2 separate regions of the Rattus norvegicus genome follow, and region 1 is linked to region 2. A link is a contact called in public Hi-C data. All regions are on one chromosome and are shown on one strand. Each heading gives the region's core, a stretch centred on a gene start, on an enhancer-like site or on the middle of the called end of the contact. The rest is flanking DNA. Distances are from core to core; before and after follow the strand shown.

Region 1 (3,006 bases), core at 257-2,756, 120 kb after region 2:
GTGGTTCAAGCCTATAATCCAAGCATCGTCAGGCACAGAGAGTGGGACTTCCAGGCCAGCCTCATCAATATAGTGAGTTCAAGGCCAACCTGGGCTACTTGAAATCTTGACCCCTAGAAACATGATTTCTTTATTGCAAGCAATATTACACCTGGTCTATAAAGCTAATTTACTCAGCTGAATGGATCTGCCAGTTTGAATGTCTTTAGGTTTTATTATATTTGTTTCAAATTAAATCACGTTAAGTGCCTAAAACAGAAACTCTGAAAGTAGAGAGATTATTAAATGTGGCCAATCTGTACTAGACGTGAGCTCTCCTTCTCTAAGATGGAGAAAAAAATATCTAGGAATCCATTCTGTTGTCATAGCAAGGAAGGGAGATGAGTTTGGAGAGAAGTCTGCATGACAAATACAAAGCCATTTCCATCTAGAGAGGGCCGGTAAATGTTTCAACAGAATTCTAAATTATTAAAAAAAATCATCAAAACTAGTACTCATTTGTAAGCAAAAAGGAAAAAAAAGAATATTGCAGTGGACACATTCTATCTGAGAGCGACAAAATCTGCCTTCGTTTGAGTCATTAATAATTCTTAGAATTATATTCCCCTCCCACAGACAGCAACACCAATTTCGAGCTATTAACATCTGACTAAACAATGCCTCTAACCCTAGGATTACGAACCTTTAACTCTCTTGAAGAAAGCACCAATGACTGAGATGAAGACACAGTCCCTTTAGGTTGTCAGAAAAAAATAAAATGGCCAAACATAGATGTTATAGAAAAAAATAAAAAAATATTAATGCCAGTTCGTATCTGGTCATTTGGTGTGAATTATTCAATTGATGTATTGTAATACATCAGCCATTAATCATAGAAACAGCAGTTTAACCCTCGGCCATCTACAGGTTAAAAATGTCAGAGTCTTTTGTTGTAATTACTTATAAATTACTTAGAATAATGTGGTGTTAGGAGCTGGGATTTGGAAGTTTGATATTTATAGGCACGAAGAGCATAATTTTTTTAAAGGAAATAAGACGCTTTTTTTTTCCATTTAAGTCTGGTCTTGCCTTTTTGACAGCTGTAAGTCCACAGGATGTGGAGGGATGATTTAAATTTTACATCAGAATTGTGACTGCGCTGGACTTTTCCCCTCTTCTCAAGGGAGGCATTGTTCTTGCCTTTCCATAACCAGGCGTGACAGCGCCAGACTGGAGTCATACGGTGGGCCTCTGAGTCAGCACGAAGGGGATCGTCTCCTGAGTCTCCACAGATGCCCAGCTCCTTGTGTGTCTGAGAGCTGTGCAGACAGCACCTCCATGCCTCCTCATCCCCGTGAGCAGGGCGGAGAGGGTAGAAGTGAAAGTCTGGGGAAAGCGGCAACTCTCTCCTCCAGCACAGGCTGCAGAAGGCTTTTATTAAAAATCCTTTTCAAAGGAGCCAGACCCAAACCAAACAAAAATCCTAACCCCTGGTTTAATTTGAGTAGCATTTTTTTTTTCTAAGCCTAAGATTCAGAAGCCGGACACATGCGTCATTGTGTGTTCTGGGCTAGGGAGACTTAGAGGAATTTAAAAGTCAGAAGTCTTTCAGATTTTTTTTCCTGAGACATATAGTTGTCACATCTGTCACATTCTTGGCTACACAAGGAGTTGGTTAGCTAGGGACAGGGATAGGGACAGGGTCATGAGCTGAGCACCTATTCTCAAGTGCCCCACTGAGACATCCATTAAAACTGCCCATACGATCCTATGAACAGAGGCCCCCTCTCCCTGCTGTCCACACAGTTGCTAGCGAGCGGGGAAGTCATTCTGTGTCTATTGTTGTATCCCTGGATGAACTCGGCAGAGAAGCAGAAGGCGTTCTGGATCAGGTAAATGTACTGCTACCTTGTGTACCAGACACAGGGCCTCAGTTACGGGATGGGCATCTCATTTTAGCCTAATGAAAATCAGAGGCCCATTGCTCTTGCTTACTATGTCGCTGTAAACCATGAACTTGAGAGTTTTAAAGAAAAATAGTAAGCAGAGACTAACTTCTCCTGATTCGTTAATCTACAAAACCAGAAAGTCGGTAACTATAGTGGCCTCAGAGATCCGCACTGAGCCCTTCATGGTGTGTGCTGTTTCCACAGTGTTTCTAGGAGGATAGGACCATGTCTGCCTATGGCCCCAGTGCCACATGCTGGTCATGTCTGTCTATTCCCCGTGCTTCTTTCTCAAGTTTGTCCTGAATGAAAACAGATTTCCACTGATGAACACCACTGGTCACATGGAGATACACACACAACAATTAGTCTGGGGTAGGAGAGACAGCCCAGTTGGGTTTAATGGTTTGAGTCCTCTGCATAAATATCTTCTCTCTTGTTGTCAATGGTTAAGTCACATTGACCTTTGCAGGATGTCACCAAACGGCGATAGAAAACTGGGGATTAAAAAAAAGAATTTGTCTTTCATTATAGACTCTTGGGGTACTTATTCTTGAAGGCCTTCCTATCTCCTTATCTGGCTTTCTTATAGGGGGTCCCCACTCCTGTTAGCTGAACCCTACCCTTTCACACGACTGGCTGAGTCTAAATACATCGCAAGTCGCTCCATGATCCAAAGTGACGGATTCTGAGTGTGGCACATGCCTTGAAATAAAGTCTGTGGCATGTTTAATCTATTTAGGATCTAATAATGATGACAAAAATAATTAACCACTCCAGCTTTCATTGCTTTTGTTTCCGAAGGTCATTGTGAAATCAAGCAAGATAGCAAGCCATCTAAAGCAAACCCCTGGAGAACAACCCCGTAAGAGGAATGAGAAAGGGATTGCATCCTCTAGCTCGCCCAGTGAAGAGGAATATCACGACCCTGTTCACATCCAAATGACCCTGACCGGAGGAGTCTTGGCTTTGCTGATGGCGACCAGTTTGGAAGCCTCACTCTTTCCAACTCTACACAGAATCGGTTGCAGGCTGTGTCTAGTGCAACCGAAGGGGAACAAAAAAGAAAAAGAAAAGGAAA
Region 2 (2,700 bases), core at 73-2,572:
GTAAGCAGTAGATTCTTACAAATAAGAAAAGCCCTGTGTACACTTGAGACCAGTAGGGCCCAGAATTATTCCGGAGCCCACCCATGGCTGCAGCTACGCTACCAATGTCAAGTTCCAGGATATGTTACAAAGTTCTGCACGTCTCCACAAACCACAGAAGTCAAGCTGACGTTCCGCAGCCCTCAGCCTGCACCGGCCTCACTTTTTATATGTAATTATGCTCAAGTTACTTAAGCCTGGAAGGGCTTTCGTTTTAGTATTGTCAAAGTGTGTGCCTGTTTTCGCCTGAACGTTATTAAAAACTTTCTAGAAGGGAAAGAAATGGCTTTGACAAGGCTACCTTCTGCGAGTTTTAAACATACAATCAATCCCAGAGACGGACATGACCTGAGTTACTTGCGATAAGCTTACATTTTCTGTTTGCACTGGCTAGAAATTTGGACATGTCTCTTCGGGTATATACAGCCCGGAATCACCTTTTTAGAAGAGTATTTCTCCATTGCATAATTAAATATGCCAAAATTAACACGGCACAGCTGCCACATGTCTGGGGTCCGTATTTGTTCCTTACAAGGATCATTTGTGTGAATGCTGTCGTATCTCTTGTAAGATTTGATTTTTATGAACGCACGTGTGTCTGTCTGTGTGAGCCTCTGTGAAGGGTACAGGTGTGCCTGCCAGGAGAGGGCATTAGATCCCCAAAAGCTGGAGTTACAGGCAATAAGGGGTACGCCCTCATAAGACTTGATGACAAGGGTGCTGGAAAACAAATCCAGGTCCCCGGGAAGAATGCTTCTAAACACTGAGCAATTGCTCCAGCCCAGTGGCTCTTAACCTGTAGGCCATGACAAAATCTACAAACCTCCGCTCCTAAGAGGTATTGATATTATGATGGATACAGTAGTAGAATCACAATAACAAAATAATTCTATGGTTGGGGTGGGCACTTCAACATGAGGAACTGTGTTAAAGGGTCCAGCATTAGAAAGGTTGAGAACTACTGCTCTAGACACCCCACTCCCCCATGTCTGTCTGTCTGTCTGTCTGTCTGTCTGTCTGTCTATCTCTCTCTCTCCCTCTCTCTCCCTGACTGGTTTCATTGTCTGAGCTGAACTTCTGATCCTCCTCCTTCCAGTCCCCAAGTTCTAGGTCTCAGACATCCCCCACTCTGCCCAGTTATCTTCTCTGCACACAAACAAGGTAATAAGTGAGCAGTGGGGTCGCTGGTCGCCCCAGTCGCCCCTATCAAAAGCTAGCTGGTCTTGTGTAGCCCGCAGACATTTCCACGTGGTAGTTTTATTATTAGTTGCCACCAGAACCACTGCAAGCTCTGTCAGGGCAGCATTCCAACAGGGAGCTGCAGAAAGTCATTCCTCTGGTACAGAAACTCTTTGTCTTCTTGCTACTAGATATAAAAAGGAAAAAAGAATGATTTAATGTCATAAAACCCGACTCCATCTCTTATGGGTTTATTGCTCTTTGGCAAGTAATTTACCCTCTTGCTACCTCAAGTTACTCACCTGAAGGTAGATAATGACTGCTCTTATCTCGTGTTTGCTGGGAAGGCTAGTGTATGCAAGCCTTTAATAGGGTTAGGCTCACAATGCCACTCAAAAATGTTAACCAGTGCTAGAACTACAAATCAGCTTATAACTGTCAAAGAGAACCACTTCTTACACACACATGCACACAGAAACACATACAGATACATCTGCACACACACACACATACACACACATATACATACATACAGAAACAAACATATATACAGACACATAAACCAATGCATCTATGCATACACACAGGTGTATATACATATACAAAATGTATACACATACATGTGTATACAATAACAGGTATATGCAGACATACATAAACACATACCAAACCCTTAAATACATACATATACACATATACACATAACAGACATACATATACACATAAACACATGCACATATCTGCCGTCAGCTGTCATTACACTGTACTAGTGGTTCCCACATGTATTTCTGTAATGAGGATCATCGCTCTCTGACCTCTATGAGAAGGAAATGGGTACAGCTGAAAGGAGGGGCTAATCATTTGTAGGTTACTGTATGACATGTCTCAGAAAGCACAGGCAAAGAGACTCAACTGGCTTTCCTTCTCTACTTCCTTTGGACAACTGTCTTTCCAATGGTCCTCAGGGTTGCCAGCACTATGGGGACACACACCAACAGCAGTTTGTAGCTTCCATTCATTGGCATTGCAGTCCCACCCACCACGGCACTTACCCTGTTCTTCCACTTCTACAGTGACAGCATTTTAACTGACAGTGGGAGAGCATGGCTCTCACATACAAGCCCTCGCATGAAGTGCACGACTAATGAACACTGTCCATTTGGAGCCAAATAAGTCATGAAGTCAGAAAAAAGAAGACGGGTGAGGAAGGGAAGCACCAAGTTCCACACTTGTAAGTTTCTGAGAGAGTGGGGAGTAGACAGCAGGAGGAAGACAGGGTTGGTAAGAGGGAAGACCAGAAAGGACATACAACATGGTGGGAAACTAGAAGAGAGGCGGGGACTGTGCACACACAGCAGCCACTCTATAAAACCCCAACGTTTCTTCTGAAGGAGTTTCATCTCGATTTCACCCACCAAACAACTGGTCTGGTCAGAGAAAAATTGTCCGAGCTTTCATTTTCTGTTTTAGTATTTTCTCCAT

The links. A called contact is a pair of places that touch in the nucleus more often than the background predicts.
Region 1: a contact with region 2 is called in a Hi-C map of Schwann cells, with 1.7 times the contacts expected there. The contact joins two enhancer-like sites. A contact is called at or near these places in 2 of 12 Hi-C or Micro-C datasets (Schwann cells and mammary epithelial cells).

Annotation. Positions count from the first base shown.
Region 1 is chr4:178,847,090-178,850,095 of GRCr8, forward strand. All of the region lies in intron 1 of Sox5 (SRY-box transcription factor 5), which reads right to left. Among named protein-coding and RNA genes, the nearest start is that of Sox5, 42 kb to the right of the region's middle. Within about 2 kb of position 1,507, at least 11 of the 93 cell types and tissues checked have an H3K27ac peak or open chromatin away from gene starts, as enhancers often do. A contact at or near this core is called in Schwann cells, where this site is marked.
Region 2 is chr4:178,725,874-178,728,573 of GRCr8, forward strand. The region is part of intron 3 of Sox5 (SRY-box transcription factor 5); the gene reads right to left. Among named protein-coding and RNA genes, the nearest start is that of Sox5, 160 kb to the right of the region's middle. Within about 2 kb of position 1,323, at least 1 of the 93 cell types and tissues checked has an H3K27ac peak or open chromatin away from gene starts, as enhancers often do. A contact at or near this core is called in Schwann cells, where this site is marked.